Linked DNA regions of Mus musculus: all the other regions are linked to region 1. The links are chromatin contacts, called in public promoter capture Hi-C maps. All regions are on one chromosome and are shown on one strand. The core of a region is the stretch at or near the end of the contact, and the rest is flanking DNA. Distances in the headings are between cores, read along the strand shown. Region 1 holds the start of Kif24 (kinesin family member 24). Region 2 holds the start of Pigo (phosphatidylinositol glycan anchor biosynthesis, class O). Region 3 holds the start of Ddx58 (DEAD/H box helicase 58).

Region 1 (4,300 bases), core at 1,227-3,726:
TACCTGATGAATGGACAGAGGCTGCATTGTTAATATTTTCTGAAGAGAGTGATCACAGAATTCTCTCTGTAGAATATAAATGCAAAGAAAAGAAATGTTTTAAAGGCAGGCAAGAGGGCTTGACCCATGAAGGCCCTTTCTGCCAAGCCTGAGTAAGCCTGGAGGAAAGGCCTACTCCCCAAAAGCCACCCTCTGTTCATACAGACACACAGCAAGCAAAACAAGTAATAAAAGGCTTAGACATTTTTTTCAAAGTGAGTATGTTGGTTTATATTTATAATTGCAGCACTCAAGAAGCTGAAACAGGATATTGCATGTTCCAGGACAGTCTGGACTACAGTCTAAAATGCTAGCCCCAAAAAAAGTTTTTAAAAAAATGGGAGCTGGAGAGATGGCTTAGCACTTAAGAGCGTTAGCTGTTCTTTCAAAGGACCAGGGTTCTACTCCCAGCACCCACATGGAGTCTCACAACTGTCTATAACTACAGCTGTAGAGAATCCAACACCCTCTTTTGGTTTCCTTCATACTGCACACATACAAGGTACACAAACATACAGGCAAAACATTCATACACATTGTCTTAGTCAGGGTTTCTATTCCTGCACAAAACATCATGACCAAGAAGCAAGTTGGGGAGGGAAGGGTTTATTCAGCTTGCTTACACTTTCCACACTGCTGTACATCACCAAGGGAAGTCAGGACCAGAACTCAAGCAGGTCAGGAAGCAGGAGCTGATGCAGAGGCCATGGAGGGATGTTCTTTACTGGCTTGCTTCCCCTGGCTTGCTCAGCTTGCTCTCTTATAGAACCAAGACTGCCAGCCCAGAGATGGCACCACCCACAAGGGGCCCTCCCCCCTTGATAACCAATTCAGGAAATGCCGTACAGCTGGATCTCATGGAGGCATTTCCTCAACTGAAGCTCCTTTCTCAGTGATAACTCGCGCCTGTGTCAAGTTGACACACAAAACTAGCCAGTACACAAATAAAATTAAACAAACAAACCAACCAACCAACCAACCAACCACCTGAAATAAAGGTCAAGGAAATGGCTTGGTAGGTAAATGCACATAACCTATAATAAGCCTAATGGTTCAAATTCAATGCCTAGAACCCACATAAAAGGTCACATGTGGTACTGCACATGTGTAACCCTAGCACTCCTAGGGAGAAGTAAGTGTGTGTGTGTGTGTGTAAGATAGAAATATCCTGGAGTATGCACTGCAGCAGCAGAAACAAGCTGCTTAAAAAACATGGAAAATGAGAACCAGTTCCTCAAAGTTGTCCTCTGACCTTCACTTGAGTGCTCACACACACACATACATACACACACACACATATACATATACACACACACATACACACACACTGTTAAGTGAAAAAAACTCAAAGTCAAATAATTGATTTCAGTTTCCAAAGCACAGATAAAATGTTACGATAGTTGGTGGTCAGTAAACAACAAGAGGAAATCCTCGGGCATATAAGGACAGAATGGCCTGTTATAAGCAAATACATTTAGGGGTTTGAGAAGAGGTACTTGTAGGCCAGACTACAATGTGGAGAGAGCACGTCTCTCTGATTGAGAACTTTGTCTCAAAACCAACCAACAAACAAAAGCCACACAAACAAAAACTTAAAAAAAGAAAAGCAGTAAATAATGAAGTAATGTATGTATGCTAGCGGTCAGCTTGCTTTCTCCACTCTATTACTGCTCAGAATTCCCTGCCTTGGGAATGTTGCCACCCACACTGAGCAGGTCTTCCTGCCCCCAACGTGGGAACGCCAACGCTGAATTTTCTGTCTCTTGTATATGAGATTAGGGTGTCCTCTCTCTTCCACCTGCCCCCAAATCGACTTTGAATGGGACAAGGCAGAAAGATAACTGAATCTATTTGTAGTGAGTGAAAGCCAACTGAACAAATATTTCCTTAAAAAAACAAAACAAACAAACAAAAAACTAATATGCGTAAGACGCTGTGGAAAGGCTTGTCTTATCTCAGAGGTCAAAATTATATGAGAAAAAAGGAGAATGAGGTTTGCGGAAGTTCACAAAACAACCGAAAGTCCAATCGAAGCGCTCTGAAGAGCGTGTCTCAAAGGCAAGAGGCCTTTGGGGTACTCAGAAAAGCCTCAAAGCTGGTGGTGGTCGAGGTAATTGCTGAAGAGGCGGTAGACAGGGAGATGAAACGTGAGAGAGCGCGAGAACCCTCGAAGAACCCGAGAAGCCAAGTTCTAGTTACCCCGCAAATACCGGTCTCGGCTCGCGCCGCTCGCAGACAGGAGCACCCGCTCCCGCGCAGGCGCAGAGCCTGGGCTCAAGCTAAAGCCACCGTTTCTCACCTCAGGGCAATCCCGGCTCCTCCTCAGTCAGTTTTCAGGGAGGACCGAAGAAATAGTGCGGTGAGGAGAAAGCCCTAAGGCCGGGCTAGCAGAGCGTCCGGTCAACCCGCCTTAGGTGTCCGCCAGGCCACATCCCCATGGCAACGCCACAAGCGCCAGTTCGAACGCGCGCGCCGACGCCCGCCCGCCCGCGGTCCCGCAGCACCGACCAATGGTCATTCACAGAGCCTGTCACCTCTCCTCTAAAAGGCCAATCAGAAATCAGAAGGGGAAGGGGGCGGTTCATTCTCCACCAATGGTTCAGCTTGAGGCAGATCTCGCGACGGTCCCAGCCAAAAAACCACGCCTCAGGGGCGGGTGGAAGCGCCTGATGCCCAATTCTGTGGCTCGTCTGAAGTGCAGCCGGGCTCTTCTGATTGGCTGGCGCGCTACGTCTCCGTTCGAGGACCGCCTCCTGCCTCTGGGCTACGGGTGAGTGCTGTGGGGCTGGGGGGCGTGGGGAGTGTCGCGGGCTCCTGACCTGTTGCTGCGGGGACGGAGCTGGCAGTGAGGCGCGTGTAGGCCAGGCCCCATCCACTCGCGGGACCTCGGTTTATCTCTGTGCACCAGAGAGGACTAGGTTCAGTGGTGAGGGCGTGGGTCGGAAGAATCCCAGAGGCAGAGAGATTCACCTTTGGGACTTAGCGGGCCAATCATATCTTCTCCCTAGGCTTGCTTTGTAGTTATCGATTAAACCCTGCCTGCATTCCAAAAGATCTTACGTTTGGTAAAAATTATTACTTGTGTGTGTGTGTGTGTGTGTCTGTGTCTGTCTATGCGCGCCACGTGCGTGCAGATGCTCTCAGAATCCAGAAGGCGTCGGATCCCAGGAGCTGGAGTTAAACGTTGTGTGGGCCACCTGGTATAGGTTCCGGGGAACCGAACCCCAATCTTTTGGAAGAGTGACAGGTGCTCTTTAGCCCCCAGAGATAGAAAGTCACAAGATTCCCGTCTTAAGAAAAAAAGGCGAAACAGCTTAAATCGAGAAGAGTCAAGTTGCCAATGCAGAAATGTTCTAATGTCCAGTGGCAATTAAGCTTAATGATGTTAGAAATTGGACGTGTCTGCATTTGATTAACTACTCAAAAATATTTCTGAACCATAGTTTTATTTTTTTTTTCCTTTTGTGAAAAATAATAGTAATGCTTCAACGGGTTGCAAAGACTATTGGGAAAAAATGCTTGGCCAGGCCTAGCCTCTCAGGTCAAAAAGGAACCACCAGCATAGTAGGAACAAATCCAGTAGCCAGCATGTGTGCAGCTTCATATGTACTTTAATGGAGTGCTCGTTTTTAGCTCAAAAATGAGCGATTCGGGGGCCTGGAGAGATGGTTCAGTGGTTAAGAGCCCTTAACCTCTCTTCCAGAGAAATTTGAGTTCATTTCCCAGCATCCATGCCAAGTGGCTCACAGTAGCCTCCCAACTCCTGCTCCAGGGCATCCATGGCCCTCTTCTGGACTCTTCAGGCACCCACATACCACACACAACTGGCAGACACACAAGACATAAACAAAAGTAAATCACTAATCAGTTAAAGAATAAATGTAATTCTTACTAATAAGGAAATACAGTATTCAAAAGAGAAAATTGACAATATATTAAAGGGAATTAATCTTGTTGATCTTTAAAAATTACTAATACTTAGTGTGAACACTGTTTATCAGCTGTTTCCTGAAAAATATAAAAATGATAGTGCATGTCTTTATTCCTAACAGAGGCTGGAGGATCTCTGAGTTCCAGGAGAGACAGGACTATGACACAGAGGTGGGGAAATTCTTGATTCAACTATTAGAAAGAGTTGACTGCCAGTATAATACAGAGAAGCATTCAGGTGGCCTATTATAATACAAGATAAGAGTGACTGGCATGTATTCATGTCTGTCTACACATACTTTAAACTCTCAACAATGAGAAATACACGTTA
Region 2 (4,300 bases), core at 747-3,246, 1.6 Mb after region 1:
GTAGAGACAAGAGGGGAATCGGATCGATCGTATCTTGTTCATGTGAGAGCCAGAACAGGGGAGATTATAAGAGAAGACTCTAGAAAAAAACAAACAAACAAACAAACAAAACACAAAGGGCAAGGGGAGACAGCTCAGTGAGTCAAAGAGCTTGCCACCAATCCGGACCACTTGAGTTCAATACTCAGAACCCACAGGGTAGAAGGAGAAAATCAACTTCCAAAGTTGTCTTCTCACCTCCATAAGTGTACCATGTCACATCCATACGCTGTGTGTGTGTGTGTGCGTGCGCACGCACGAGCACACTCTTGAGAGTACTATCCCAACCACACATCCTGTTTTGAGACAGGTCTTACTCTACAGACCAGGCTCATCTGGAACTCAGAGATCCTCTTGCCTCTGCCTCTTGAGTGCTGGGATTAAAGACACATGCGCAATGCAGTGCCCTTGACCTGCTCTCTTCATAAGCAGTGAGTGAACATAACTTGGATCCCTCTACCCTTTTTTCTCCATCCTTGCAAATTCCTATCTTCATTTCTTCCTTAATCGGATGCTCCCACGAGTTACAAACAAACATTTTGTGCAGATTAGAAGCTTCATTGAGGACAAAAATCTCTGGGCCTTTCTACACACAAGATCCCATCTATTTCTACTCTCTGTTTCCCTACACCATAGCCAAATATACGGCTGGGTACCTGAAGTCCTGGCTCCCCAGCTTCTATAGTCCCCAGAGGCACATACTGACCTGCACTGTTGAGCTGTTGGATGACATTATCTTCCACTATAGCATGGCTGGCAAAGTTACTGCCAGCATCAATGAAAGTCGGCAGCGAGCCAGTGGTGAGAGCCTTTAGACGCTGCATGGTGGTCGTGGGGGGGTCCACCTGAGATCGGTACAGCCGGCCATGGTGGGGTTGACTCTCTAGGATCCTCTGCAAGGAACCTAATTTTCCCAGAAAAGGCACGGAGACAGGAGGTTCCCCAGGCACATGCGAGCGCTGAGGCTGGGCAAAGTCAAACCGCAGAGCGTCTATCAGTACCAAAACCACCCTGGAGAAGCGGGAAGGCATCCAGCAAGCCCCAGGCTTTCCATGACTTCCCCACGGCAAGGGACCAGGGCCTGGGAGCTCTTGGCAGCTGCTTTGATTGGTGAGCTCCAGACGAGTGAGAAGGAAGCCACTGGTGAAGAGTGCAATGCCAGCGTAGAAAAGAAAACAGACCCAGGCTAAGAAGAGGAGCACAGACACCTTCCGCATCCTGGGAGAGAAGAGAATGTTCATTGGGGTGCGAAGAAACCATGGACGTTTTGGCTCTCAAAACAATGCCCAACAACAATCACGTACTGCTATAAACTTCAGGACGTAAACAAACCATAGCTAACTCGTTGCAGCTGTTTCTACCAGTCATACCATCTGACGGTGAGAGGCTGAGACCTTGGATCTCAACCTGACGCCCAGGCTACACCTACCGATTCAGGTTCTGGGGGTGAGCACGGGAGCCTGTGCATATCCAACCGGGAGATCTAATGCTGTCAAACCACAGTCTAGGAGGAAGACTATTCCAAATGGTAGGTAGATTGTTCTCTGACAGTCCATTTCAATGGCTCTCTTCGGACTAACTCAACATTTCCAGGGTGGCAATAGACAGAAACCACACGGATTAACTGGATTGAGTAAACGGCGCCGCCTGGCGGGAACCGAGGAAACGACGGGGAGGAGTCTTGCTCCGCTTCCGGGCGGCCAGGCTCAAGAAAAAACCGAAGGAACGACGTCCCCAGGAAGCCCGGTATAAAGCCCATTGAGCTAAGCTGGGATCCAGAAGTCCCGGCAGCTCTGTCTCCTCCGGTGGGAACCCGGCCAACACCTGGACATGCTCCCTCTGATACTGGGCACCCCGGCAGTAAGCTGAGACACCCGTCCTAGGGGTGACAGTAACAGAGGTAACAGGGAGACCTTGGCTCACCTGGATCCGCGCCCGGAAGTGCAGCGGCAGGGCTCGCTGTCTGGCACCACAGAGGTGTGCAAGCCTGACAGAGCGCCCTACCAGGAGATTTGTCGCCGCCTGCCGGCACCAGCAGGGAAGTTCGACAAGAAACGTGGGGCTGAAAACTTTGATAGGAGGTTCAGTAATTCATAAATGAGGGCAAGGTCTAAGAGAGGGGGATGATGACTGGGTGTGTACAGAAGCATGAAAGAAGAAAAGCCCAGGGACCACCGAGCATTTTATTATATGTATGTTTGTACAATGCACTTTGTGCTGCAATTGCTTTTAGCCACTCAGCCCTCTCTCCAGACTCACTGTCCATTTTTGGTTGTTTTTCAACACAAGGTCTGAGTGCTGGGAACTAAACTTTGGTCTTCAGCAAGAGCAGTACATGCTCTTAATCACTGAGCCATCTTCCCAGCCCCATGCTTCAAGTTCTCACTGCTGAGACTTCCCTCCCGTGATGAACTAAAACTGTCTGGTAACTAGCTCCTTTAGATGTTCTTGTCAAGAGCACTTTTTCACAGTAACAAAAAACATAAACTAGCCGGGCAATGGTGGTGCACGCCTTTAATCCCAGCACTTGGGAGGCAGAAGCAGGCGGATTTCTGAGTTCCAGGTCAGCCTGGTCTACAAAGTGAATTCCAGGACAGCCAGGGCTCTACAGAGAAACCCTGTCTCAAAAAACCAACCAACCAACCAAACAAACAAACAAACAAACAAAAAAAAAAAACAACAAAACCCAAAAAACCTGTCTTTAAAAATACATCTAAATAAAAACTTATACATGACAGGTGGTGGTGGCAAACACCTTTAATCCCAATTGACAGAGTTTGCTTAGCATTCGCAAAAACCTGGGCTAACCCAGCCTGATTTTTAGTTAGCATTCTAGAAAACCTGGTACACTTGCACACGTCTGAGATGCCAGCACTTGGGAGGCAGAGGCAGGATCCTCTTAACCACCAAGATCGTCCTCGACACCACAGCTCCTCTGGGGCCAGCCTGGGATAAAGGAGACACTGTCTCAAAACAGTAACCACCTAAAAATCAGCGGTGGCAAACACTCACTGAAGGCATCACTCTCAAGGCAGAGGCGGGCGGATCTCTCTGAGTTCCAGCTTGGTCCACAGAGCTTGTTCTAGCCAAGGCTGCACTGAGAACCCTGTCTTGAAAACATGAAATGAGTAAGCTGGCAGAGTATGGCAGCACTCGGGAGGTATAGGCAGGTTAGGTCACATGCATTTAATCAGCCTGGGCTACACACGGTGACCCTTGCTCTAGAAAACAAAAAAGTGGGTTATCTGTATGGTATGTGAGTTTTATCTCAGTAGGAAAAAACAACTTTTATCTTCTTAGTAAATGTGTGGCACCTACCTATAGGGGTCCTACAAATTTACACGTAAGTCCCTCTTCCCCCTTTAAATACATCTAGTTGCTGCTGCTTTGCTTCTGGTAACCGTTCAGCCACAGCACAGCAGTTTCTTTGCTCTTGTGTTCATAAGCCAGGTATGCTCTGCCAATGGGCATCTGAATGGGTCTCTCTCTCCTCCTTCATGTCTGAGCTCAAGTATAATTTTCAGCGAGGTTTCCTGGAACTCTCAACTTGTCGGTTCACCAGAGCACTTTGAACTTACAGTGGATCCAACTCAGGCCATTCGGCTTGTACTGCAGGAGGCTTTTACTCACAGAGCCACCTTACCAGCCTGGCTTATGACTTTTTATCACGCTCTGCTTCCTTGTATTGCCACCCTGACTTGGATTCTGTGAAAGCAGACACCTCTGGGGTTCAGTTCTGTTATTGCTGCTTTGAGACAGGGTCCCACTAAGTACTTAAAGTTGGCCTTGATCTCACAGTCCGTTAGTCTGCATCACCACAGCCATCTCTCAACTGCTTTTGTAAACCCTAGTTTATTAATAGCTTAATAGTCTACACCCTCTGCCCTTTAAGACCGCCATACCATAAGGGCAAGCTGTCCTTTCCCGTGTGTCCCCAAGCCCCTGCACCACTGTGCAGCTGGCAGTTCAGCAGACCATGCCTCAATCCCCGTACAGCCGAGGTTTCTCTTGACGACAGGATGACTTCACTTCACATGAAGTGAATCCTTGTCACGCGTGGAGAATCAACTCCTCACACCGACCTGGACTGAAGGGTGGAAGTGGACGGCCAAAGACGACCCGAGTGGCTTTCCTAACTTCATCCCCCAATCAATGAGGACAGTTTCCCATTTGCCACTGGTCACTTTATTACATGATTAGTAAGTTCAAATAAAAAAATAAAAACTAAAATTTGGCCGGGAGGCTGGAACCAGAATCTTTT
Region 3 (4,300 bases), core at 1,243-3,742, 1.2 Mb before region 1:
CTCTTTTTGATGGAATTTCCAGTGTACTCATCACATATATAAAAATAAATAAATAAATAAATAAATAAAATATTTGGGCAGTGGTGGCGAATGCCTTTAATCCCAACACTTGGGAGGCAAAGGCTGGTGGATTTCTGAGTTCGAGGCCAGCCTGGTCTACAGAGTGAGTTCCAGGATGCCAGGGCTATACAGAGAAACCCTGTCTCAGGAAAAAGGAAAAAGAAAAGAAAGAAAACAAAAAGAAAGGAAGGAAGGAATAAAGGAAAGAATGGAAGAAAGAAAAAAGAAAATTTATTTTAATGGCCTTTGGCCTTTCCACCAAGTCTCAAGGTTTTCTGCGTGGCGGCGTCTAATGTAGATCAAATCTTTAACTTGGAAATGATGGCCGGGTGTGGTGGTGCACGCCTTTAATCCCAGCACTCGGGAGGCAGAGGCAGGCAGATTTCTGAGTTCGAGGCCAGCCTGGTCTACAAAGTGAGTTCCAGGACTGCCAGGGCTATACAGAGAAACCCTGTCTCAAAAAAACAAACAAACAAACAAACAAAAGTTAGACAAATAGGAAAGGAATGAGTCAAATGATTCTTATATAATCCTATAAAGACCCCCCAAAGACTACCACAAACTCTCAGCCCTCATAAAAAGTCAACCAAGAGGCAGGGTTCTAAATAAACATACAGAAACCAGTAGCTTACTTACATACTAAGAACAACCTGGCCCAGAAAGATATGGGGGAAGGAGGGAGTTCTATTCACAATAGCCTCAAACAAACAAATAACAACAAACCCTAACCAAAGAGGTGAACGATAGCTACAATGCAAACTTCTAAGGCAGTGGGAAAAAAAAATTCTTGAAGACACTGGAAGATTTCAGAAAGATCTCCCAAGATGGGTGGAAATAATACTATAAAAAGGCCTCTAGCACCAAGAACAATCTACAAATTCAACATAATCCACATTTTTAAAAAAATCTCATAACTAAACAGACAAAAAACCAAAACCCTAAAATTCATGAAACTAAAACAGGCACCCTGAGAGGAAAGGATGATACTTTAAATGGGGGAGGGAGGGAGGGAGGGAGTGTGATGAACCTCATGTTATAAGAAAGCAGAACGGGGTACCATTTGGGGGGGAGGGCATCCAGAGAGGGACAGGTAAAGGGGGTGGAAGAGCCACAGAAGAGGCAATTAAATAAGAACAAAGAGCAATGGCAGGAATGGCTGAACAAACTAGTTACTTTGTTTCAGTATTGAAACTAGTTACTTTGTATGCTAATGTAAATGACTAAAGATCAGATTAAAGGATTGAAAGGCAAGTGACCCTGGTGTTAAGAAACCTCTTGGGTGGGTTTCCTCTCCTCAGACCCCGCCCCCAATCATTAGGGCTTTTTTGCTGCTTCTCTCTAACACAACCGGGATGTGGGTAGCCCTGGGTAGTGCTCTTTTACTCCTCTCTGCATAGCCTGTTAGGCTTCGGAACTCAAGAGAGTCAGAATTAACCTGCAGTTGCCACCGTCGTCCAACGCCAGGAAAGACATCTAGGCTTTAACTGGCAAAATGAAAAGTAGCTGCCGCACGCCCTCGGTCACCCCTTCAAACGCCCTCTCCCTTCTCCCTGGGGGTGGGGGTGAGGTGGGGAGGTCTGTTTGCTCAGGTGGAAACACCCAGTGCAATTTACAAAGAGTCTATTATCCACCAATCAAATCCCCAAAGCTAGATATGAACAACTGTGTTAAACTCTGAACACACGGAGTCTGGAGAAAGTTTTCTTCCACGGACTTCCTGTGAGCAACATCCTTTGACAGAAATGTGCGTGTCAGTCAGTCCTCTTGCTTCCTGCGGCCCCCACCTCCACCTTTGGCCCGAGCCCAAAGCCTTGCTCTTTGCTCTGTACAGGAATCTAAGGAGGGGCGGGCGCATTCTGATTTCTCAGTTTCTCATGACAGGACAAAGGGAGGCACACAGCAGTCTAGAAGGTGTAAATAAGAGAAACAAACTATTTCCCCAGCATTGAAAGAAAGAAAAGAGTGGCATCCTTATGCAAGTTACTACAGCTTGCAGGAATTTTGTTCCTGACCATCAAATCCCTATGCTGTCTACTCTAATATGGCCTGGGAGTCTCACATACACCGGGTTACACAAATTAACTTAAGGACAGCGCGGGGGAGGGGGGGGGGCAGAGCCTTCAATTGTTTCTGATCTGAGTGATGTTTTCCCCTCGCTAAGGTGGAGAGCCTGAGAGCCCCAGTTGGGGACCACTCACCATCCTCGAGCCAGGAACTCATGTAGCTGAGGATGTAGGTGGGGTCCAGAATCTTCTTGATATAGTCTCTGAATGCTTGCAGATTCTGCCGCTGCTCCGCTGTCATTCTGTGGCTCCAGGCGATCGATGAGCGCCCTGGCTCCCGCAAATCCGCCAGAGATGAACGAAGTGGGGACTTTCCAAGGAGTCCCGATGAAAAAGCTGCCTAGCCGGCTGGCCATAGGAAATCGAAACTGCCTCAGGGCGCTGGGGAGGGGGGGGGCGGGGGGGCGGGGCGGGGATCCAGTTTCGTTTCTGAACCTAGACAGCCACTGAACCGCAAGGACCCAGAAGTACCTTGGAAATTGCCTTTAAGTTGGGGCGCAGCTTTTCGCGTGGTGGCTTTATATTTCTAAAGTGCGCACAATTGAAGTGCATTGTTCAATGAGTTTCGAAAAACATAAACACCCGTTACCTCTTCCACAGATCAGCTGGGTCCTGCAATAATCTTTAACCATTCCCCGCGCCCCCCCCCCCTCGGGGCAGGGTTTCTCTATGTAGCTCTGACTGTCCTGGAACTAGATCTATAGACCAGGCTGGCCTCAAACTCACAGAGCTCCGAAATCGTCCCTGCTTCGGTCTCACAAGAACCGGGATTAAAGACCCCCACCCCCTCCACCACCTCCTCCATGCCACCACACCACCACCACCAGGCCTAAAGAAGAGTTGAGGGAAAGATTGCAGGGTGGGGAGGGGGACGAAGGGGATAGGAACTCCACAGGAAGACCAACAGAGTCAACAAACTTTGATCCTTAGGGCTCTCAGAGACACCACTAAGCAAAGAGCACACACAGGCTGGACCTAGGCCTCCCTGCACTTTTGTAGCAGGTGTGAGTTTAGTCTTTTATGAGTCCCAAACAACTGGAGCGTGGCTGTCCCAAAAGCTGTTGCCTGTCCGTGGGATATGTTCTTCTAGCTGGGCAGTCTTGTCTGACCTCAGTGGGAGAGGATGCGCCTAGCCTAACAGAGACTTGATATGCCAGTGTGTGTGTGTGTGTGTGTGTGTGTGTGTGTGTGTGTGTGTGTGTGTGTGTGTTTGTTTGATACCCAAAGGGGCCTCCAACCGCTCAGAGTAGGGGAGGGGGCATGAAGTGACTGAGTAGGGGAGGGGGCATGAAGTGACTGGGAGGGGACAGTGAGTGGGATGTAAAGTGAATACGTTAAAAAAAAAAGTGAAAAAAAAAATTTAAAGAAAATGCCCTAGCCGGGTGTGGTGGCACACGCCTTTAATCCCAGCACTCCAGAGGCAGGCGGATTTCTGAGTTCGAGGCCAGTTTGGTCTACATAGTGAGTTCCAGGACAGCCAGGGCTATACAGAGAAACCCTGTCTCAAAAAAACAAAACAACAACAACAAAAAAAAGCAAAACAACAACAACAACAACAAAAGCCCTACAGGCCAGTCTTATGATTTCCTTAATTGAAGGCCCCTCCTCTATGATGAATTCAGCTTGTGTCAAATTGACCTAAAAGTACCCAGCACACCAGCTCTGGAAGTTATCCAACGCTTCTTTTAGAGTGATCATACGTTTAGTTTTACTCTTGGTTCTACAGTTATTTCAAATTAACTTTTCGATATAACACGAAAACTACAGCAACTTTTTCCAGACTTCTGATTGTATACTCTCACATATGCTGAAAACCTACCGTTTCTGGATAGCCTTGGGACCTTTATCAGGAAAAAGAAAAAGACAAAACGGACTTTACGTGTGTAGATCTGCTTCTGACTCTCTTCCAACTGTTTCTACTCCCTGACATTTATAACAGTACCAACCACTTCACCTGGGTTACTGCAGATTGCAAATGAAATCTTGAAATCAGGTAGTATTGAGTCCCCCAAACTTGTTTCTCATTATAAAGTGTGTAAAACCATGCCGGGGGGTTTTACATTTCCATATCCAATACCAACAGGTCAATTGAAAAACAAAACCAAGTAACTACCAACTGGATGTTTATCAGGGCTGCGCTGAGCCCACAGATGCAGTCAGAGGACCAGTCTTCTCCA

Evidence for each region. Promoter capture Hi-C pulls out the DNA fragments that hold promoters and counts their contacts.
Region 2: a promoter capture Hi-C map of pre-B cells shows a contact between it and region 1, with 2.2 times the contacts expected there. The contact joins the promoter of Pigo here to the promoter of Kif24 in region 1. A contact is called at or near these places in 6 of 39 promoter capture datasets (the 3T3-L1 cell line, the C10 cell line, embryonic stem cells and 3 more), 1 of 484 Hi-C or Micro-C datasets (B cells) and 1 of 115 datasets of contacts at active chromatin or transcription factors (stem cell-derived neural progenitor cells).
Region 3: a contact with region 1 is called in a promoter capture Hi-C map of neutrophils, with 3 times the contacts expected there. The contact joins the promoter of Ddx58 here to the promoter of Kif24 in region 1. A contact is called at or near these places in 2 of 39 promoter capture datasets (neutrophils and pre-B cells).

Annotation. Positions count from the first base shown.
Region 1 is chr4:41,462,372-41,466,671 of GRCm38.p6, forward strand. It overlaps Kif24 (kinesin family member 24), which reads right to left and starts at 2,477. Exons shown (of 13, transcript NM_024241.2): 1 at 2,339-2,477. It overlaps Nudt2 (nudix (nucleoside diphosphate linked moiety X)-type motif 2), which reads left to right and starts at 2,777. Exons shown (of 3, transcript NM_025539.2): 1 at 2,777-2,809.
Region 2 is chr4:43,023,818-43,028,117 of GRCm38.p6, forward strand. Pigo (phosphatidylinositol glycan anchor biosynthesis, class O) reads right to left here and starts at 1,997. Exons shown (of 11, transcript NM_001305386.1): 1 at 1,963-1,997; 2 at 746-1,257. The coding sequence starts at 1,256. It overlaps Stoml2 (stomatin (Epb7.2)-like 2), which reads right to left. Exons shown (of 10, transcript NM_023231.2): 10 at 3,873-4,300.
Region 3 is chr4:40,237,333-40,241,632 of GRCm38.p6, forward strand. Ddx58 (DEAD/H box helicase 58) reads right to left here and starts at 2,493. Exons shown (of 18, transcript NM_172689.3): 1 at 2,259-2,493. The coding sequence starts at 2,364.